Linked DNA regions of Anas platyrhynchos: region 2 is linked to region 1. A link is a contact called in public Hi-C data. All regions are on one chromosome and are shown on one strand. The core of a region is the stretch at or near the end of the contact, and the rest is flanking DNA. Distances in the headings are between cores, read along the strand shown. Region 1 overlaps LOC110353218 (a long non-coding RNA gene). Region 2 overlaps DCBLD2 (discoidin, CUB and LCCL domain containing 2).

Region 1 (2,941 bases), core at 376-2,875:
AATCTAGTTTAAAATGCATGTCCTAGCTGAGTATTGAAAATCCTGTGCAGGATTGTTTCTTACCACCTTACTTCTGTTTGTGACAGTTTAGGGGTTGCTTAGAGCCTATAGCAACAATGGCAAATACAAAACGTGAAAAGTGGCCTCCAAGCACTTAGCAGAGCCTAGCTTCCTGCTCTGCCAGATGTTGCACTTGTTCTAACCAGGCCTGCATTACTTATTTCAGGCTATAGGCTGTGAACATTAGCATCGCTTTCCATTTTGTGTTGTTTCTCTTTAGCAATGGCAGTGGCATCACCACCAGTGGAGACTGAAGTAATACCAGCCCTCAGCCCACACCAGGGACCTCAGACAAGCCTGCCATGCATCAGCTGGTGAGCAACTCCATCTTACAAAGGAAAAACCAGAAGGCAAAGCATAAACCTATGGGCTCCAACTCCAATTGCAAACGTTTCTACGGGTGACAGCTGAACTGGGCACTTCACCTCAGCCTCACAGCATACAGTGTAAAAAAGTAAACAGTGTGGTTCAGGGTAACTGAGGCTAGTAGCTGCCTAAGCCACTGCAGATAGGCCTGCCTGTCAGAGCAGCATGGCAAATGTGTGGTACAGCAGAAAGAGAACCCAGGACTCCTGGTTGTTGGATCTGATCTTTGCTTGATGTTTTCTCCAACAATACGTCCTGTCCTTGCCAACTTATTCTAAATGATTCATTTTGTTACTGGATAGTCATATTTTGTGGGTAGCCACTAGTCAGTTTGAGTTATTCACTTTTACAAAATACTTCCTCTAAAAGGTACTGTAAACAGAATTAATTTTTAAATAGTTTGAGTTGTTTGAAAGCCATGAGCAATGGTTATTAATATTGGCACAGAATAGGTCACATGCTGATGATTCAAGGGATGGAAACTGGAACATTTTGGACAGAACTGATGTTTTTAGATTCACTTGCCTTATATACAGACATTATGGTGGTAGAAGTGTTAATTATACCCAAGACAGCAAACCGGGGAAGTTACAGGTACTAAATACATGTGGACATGTGGTTATATAAATTTTTAGATGAAGAAAATCATATATATTCAAGTAATTTAGTTTCCATTTGTTGGCTACAACATGCAGCTCTATCAAGCATCTATTCTAAAAGAGGAGGGGAAAGGAGTTTGTCACGTTGAAGGCAATGGAAAGTATGCTTGATATAGCATGCACAAATATGGACATGAAACTGGAAGGCTACACTGCTAACAACTCTTACAGATGCAAAGAAGCATGCACCCAGATTCCCGAACAACATACTGTGATGTTTTGACTTGAAAACTCTTGCACTGAAGCTCATTCTTGTGATAAAAAATGGCTGGTCCTCAATCAGCAAGCTCAACAAGCCAAGAAAGCTTTCCACTTGGTGACTGCAGCCTAGTTACCATTAACTCAACAACTGTTCTGCTTCCCTAAAAAACAATAAAAATCTCCAAGGCTTGCCACTGTTTGGAAAGAACCTATAGCTTTTTTGCACATGTCTAGACTGGTTTACTGCTTTTCAGTGCGACTTCTTGTCGTGGTATCACAGCCAGTATGTGCTTTTAGACTGCTGCTGACCAAGGCAGACTCTGAGTAGTCTTCAAAAGCAAAAGAATATGCCAGCAACTGAGTCAGTTTAAACTGCCTGCCAGGAATTTGCTGCATGCCATACAATACAGTTTTGAGTCACCTTCTAAAAACAACTTTGATGAATAAGTTTTTAAAAAGAAAAAAAAGGCTGTAATTCCCATTTGATCTTACGCCAGGACTCTGCCATGCTCCCTTTTTCTCCAAAGTCAAAGCACTTAGCCTGGTCGCAGTATAAATGGCTATTCAAAATGTCATGTTCAATAAGGAGCATGACCAGGGGCTGCATGCTGGGCCTTAATGAAAAAGCAGCCTTTGGTGGAGAGGAGCAGGAGTTAGATGCAACAAGGCACAGGCATTGCATGGGACTGTAAGAAAAAGAGAGTGGCTGCCTGGATGTTTGGAGTCATGATGGTGATACCCACACCTCTCACATCGCAATCTGACTGAGAACAACATGCCTATGGAAAACAACTGTGAGTTCATTAAGAAACAAAAGCTATTGTTGTTTAACTCACCGCTAGGTGTCACGACTTCTTCATTTTTAAGCAGACTGCCGAGTTTTTCTATGCCTAGGGGGAAAAGAAAATTTCAAGGTAAAGGCAGGAAGCCAGTGTATTAGCCAAATACCCAGGCCGGCTCCAATCTAAATTCTTTTCAGTAAAGTCAGGTTGGTAGATAGCACATTCAGAGAAAAATGAGAAATCATTTCCATCCATTTTGCAGATTTCTGCCATCACAGACCATACTGAAATACTGAAAATGTTATGAGTGCAGGTAGCTGTAAAGTTCAGCATGCTTAGTGCACCACGGAGTTCTCCTTATAACTGTTTGCTTTACTCTGTCAGAAATCAGCCCCAAACTCAGTAGACCTACAGATATATTAAAGTGAAAAGACTTTTCCCCACATCAATGAAATGACTCTTCTTTTTCAATGTGTCTCAGAACATCTCATTTTGCTAAAGTCAGTCCCTGTTATTACAAAAAATGCTGTAATTTCGGTAGCTTTGGATACTGATAAATACAGAGACACAGATCTGTGGATATATTTTAATATATATTCACAGGAAAAGCGAGGATCAGGAAATACTGGTGCAACTTTCCACCCCTCCCTATGCCATGCACTTCTCCTATGCTGTTGTGCTCTCCAGGGAAGTTTCACCACTTCCTGCTTCGTTGGCTTTTCCACTGAGACTGAATGCAGTGGAGGTGGTCTGGTTTTATGCTCTCCACTTCACAGAACTGTGAATCTCCTTTCTTGCAAATAGACAGATGGTCGTCAGGATAAGGCTAGAACATACAGAACATACTCGATTTTTAATCCTGTGGGCTGGACA
Region 2 (2,934 bases), core at 241-2,740, 90 kb before region 1:
TGCATAGAAAACAGCTTTTGCAGATTTTGGAAAAAAAAATTCCAACAGGCTGAACATGTACAGATGGGCAGAGAATCAACTCTGTCTTATTACTAGGTATAAAAATTGCCCTGCAGCTATTTAGTAAGGACTTACTGTGGACCAGAACATCTAACACAGTTATACTGTGGTGATTTTTTTTCTTTTTTAACATATGGGAGGTTATTTATACAGGTAACCTAGGATTTACAGATATTTGAGAAAAGAAAAATCAGGGAGGCATACTTCAGGTTCATATTAAATATTTTAAAAGTGTACAGTTTTTTGTAGCATTCTAAGTAAACTACATTATTAGATGTTTATTTCCCATTTATAGAACCGTTAATTTTATAGTTTTAACTGTTTTGCAAATGTTTTTTACAGCTGCTGAGTGTAAACGGAATTTCAATGTAAACAACTGAAAGCCTCTGTTTAGAGATACATTCATGTCAAAAACAGGAGGACACCATTAAAAAACACACTACTGTTTCTGTCTTTATAAATCTGAACTTCACAACTTGACAAAGCCATCAAAAACAAAACATGAAACAGTATTTTGGTTGATCCATCTTTCTCAGCAGGTCTTGCAAAAAATGTTCAAGTCTCTACTGTATTATGGCGCTTCTTGGAGATGGCAACATAGAATGGTTTGGGTTAGGAGGGACCTTTTAAGATCATCTAGTCCAAACCCGCCACCAGGAGCACAGGCACCTTATCAAGTTGTCCAAATCCCCGTTCAGTCTGGCCTTGAGCACTTGTAAGAATGGGGCATCCACAACTTCTTTCAGCAACCAGTACCAATGCTTAACCACCCTTGTGGTAAAATACGTATTTCAAATATCCAATCTAGATCTAGTTTCTTTTCTTTCTGGTTTTCTTTTCCATTTGAAGCCACTACTTCCTACCCTACAAACCTGCAAGACTGGTGAAATCTTTCACTGTCTATCTTATGAGCCCTCTCTAAGTATTGAAAGGCTACTAGAAGGCTTCCCCATAGCTGTCTCTTCTTTATGCTAAACAAACCCAGCGCTCCCAGACTCTCTTTATGGGAGAGGTGCTCCAGCCCTCGGATTATTTTTGTGAGCCTCCTCTGGACTCAGTGAAGCACCAGCCATTTAGCAGCAGCGTAAAAAGAAACACATAAGTAGCATGTTATTCATTTTAGGAGACACAACTCCCTGAACCCAGACAGCAGAGCTAATGCAGACATCTGTAACTGAGTTTTAATCATACATAACAAATTTTACCAAAATTCATGTGAGCCCACAGTATTAAGTTTACTTACATCTCTGTATCCATGAGGAATAGTGCCTGAAATATCAGCAAAAGGAATCACACACCCAGCTGGACAATACTTACTAGAAGAAAACAAAAAATCAGGTCAAGATATGCATGCAGCTGTAACTTACAATGTTATACAACAGTCACTGCTTTTTATTTACAGTACACTGTGTTATCATTCATTTATCATTACATGAGGATATATCCTAACTGAAAAGATAAGAAATCAGACAAAAATATATTCTGGAAGAGACGTACACAACAGCAGAACAGGCATTTGAAAAAGGTAGTTAAAAACCCATTTCATCTGTAATTCAGTTATAATAACTGAATATAATAAAATTATGTCTTTTTTTTTAACATAAATACTACATGGCTTCTGTAAATTGAAAGTCTTGTAAGTAGCAGTATTTATGAATTATATTTTATAAACTAGAGACCTGCATATCTATTTGTTTTGCATCTTTAAACCGTACATCTGAAAAGTAATGATATTTTGTAATAGCTCCTGGCAACGTTTTGATCATAAAAAAACAGGCCAAATTCAGTTAATACCACTAGCTCATGGAAAAAATGGGAAGACATCTGCACACATTCACATTCTGGTGCCATTTCATACTGAACATACAAAAATCATTAAGTCTTAAAGATTTAACAATGAACTTGGGTAAAATGTCTATTCAACAACAGTTGAAGCAAGTTTGCAGTTACGGTGAAATCAACAGGATATGAAGTCAAACACATACAGGGCAATGCCAGAACCTACAATTCTGGAACTTGGGAAAATGAATGAGGAATGCAAAGGTTGCATTTCAAAAGGTTTGATTGAAAGCTCTTGATTTCAGGGCTTCATTTCTCCAAAAAGTAAGTTTAAATACTTCACTTTGGTCTACAGCTTTAAACACTGTCCTTGCTTTAGACAGAAATGGAGCACAAAACAGGCGAGCAATGTATGTTTCCTCCATCAGAAGGAACAGCATTTTGTACCTCTACAGAACCTCATTAATTCACACCAAACTGTGAAATGGCTTTGCAATTATTATTTCTTTTTATCCATTTCAGAGTTCAGTGCTTCTTTGAGAACTTTAATATGAATTTCAGTATTGAGGGGGCATACACCCTGTAATATACTTTTATAAAAGTGTATTTTTTTAATGGGAATGTGATATTAGCTTATATGTGTTAGTGCAAATTAACGAGGTTCTACTGTATACTGAAAAAATAGGAAAGAACAAGAAGGACGAGTGCAAATGTCAATATTATTAAGCTCTAACCCCAATCTCTTTGTTTCTTGAGTCCTCTCGACCTCCAATTTTCAAGTTAGGTTAGGTGTAAGTAACAGTGAACTAGAAACACTAAAATGACTTCAGTACAGATAAAGGGGCAGAAAAAGAGGTAAAATTAATCTTACTTGAATTCTGGTTCGGAAAAGTGACTTGCATTGTCTAAACAGGTAATTAGGTCTGGAAAGAAAAAAATATTAGGTCAAGAGGATGATAAAGACAATAGGTTTGAGCATGCTTTTCAAAAGGGCACAAAAAACACATTTGAGCCTCTGTGGCTTAACCAAAAGTCTCGAAGGAAAAGAAAGTTCTTATTTAATAATTTTCTTTCAACAGATTTTGTATGACAGTA

The links. Hi-C and Micro-C count contacts between places; a contact is called where the count stands out from the background.
Region 2: a contact with region 1 is called in a Hi-C map of liver, with 2.1 times the contacts expected there. The contact joins two enhancer-like sites. A contact is called at or near these places in 2 of 8 Hi-C or Micro-C datasets (liver and subcutaneous adipose tissue).

The regions. Positions count from the first base shown.
Region 1 is chr1:88,982,770-88,985,710 of IASCAAS_PekinDuck_T2T, reverse strand. It overlaps LOC110353218 (a long non-coding RNA gene), which reads right to left. Exons shown (of 14, transcript XR_005267213.2): 10 at 2,123-2,176. Among named protein-coding and RNA genes, the nearest start is that of DCBLD2, 65 kb to the left of the region's middle. Within about 2 kb of position 1,625, at least 2 of the 8 cell types and tissues checked have an H3K27ac peak or open chromatin away from gene starts, as enhancers often do.
Region 2 is chr1:89,072,262-89,075,195 of IASCAAS_PekinDuck_T2T, reverse strand. It overlaps DCBLD2 (discoidin, CUB and LCCL domain containing 2), which reads right to left. Exons shown (of 16, transcript XM_038182498.2): 4 at 2,711-2,762; 5 at 1,304-1,376. Among named protein-coding and RNA genes, the nearest start is that of DCBLD2, 25 kb to the right of the region's middle. Within about 2 kb of position 1,490, at least 1 of the 8 cell types and tissues checked has an H3K27ac peak or open chromatin away from gene starts, as enhancers often do.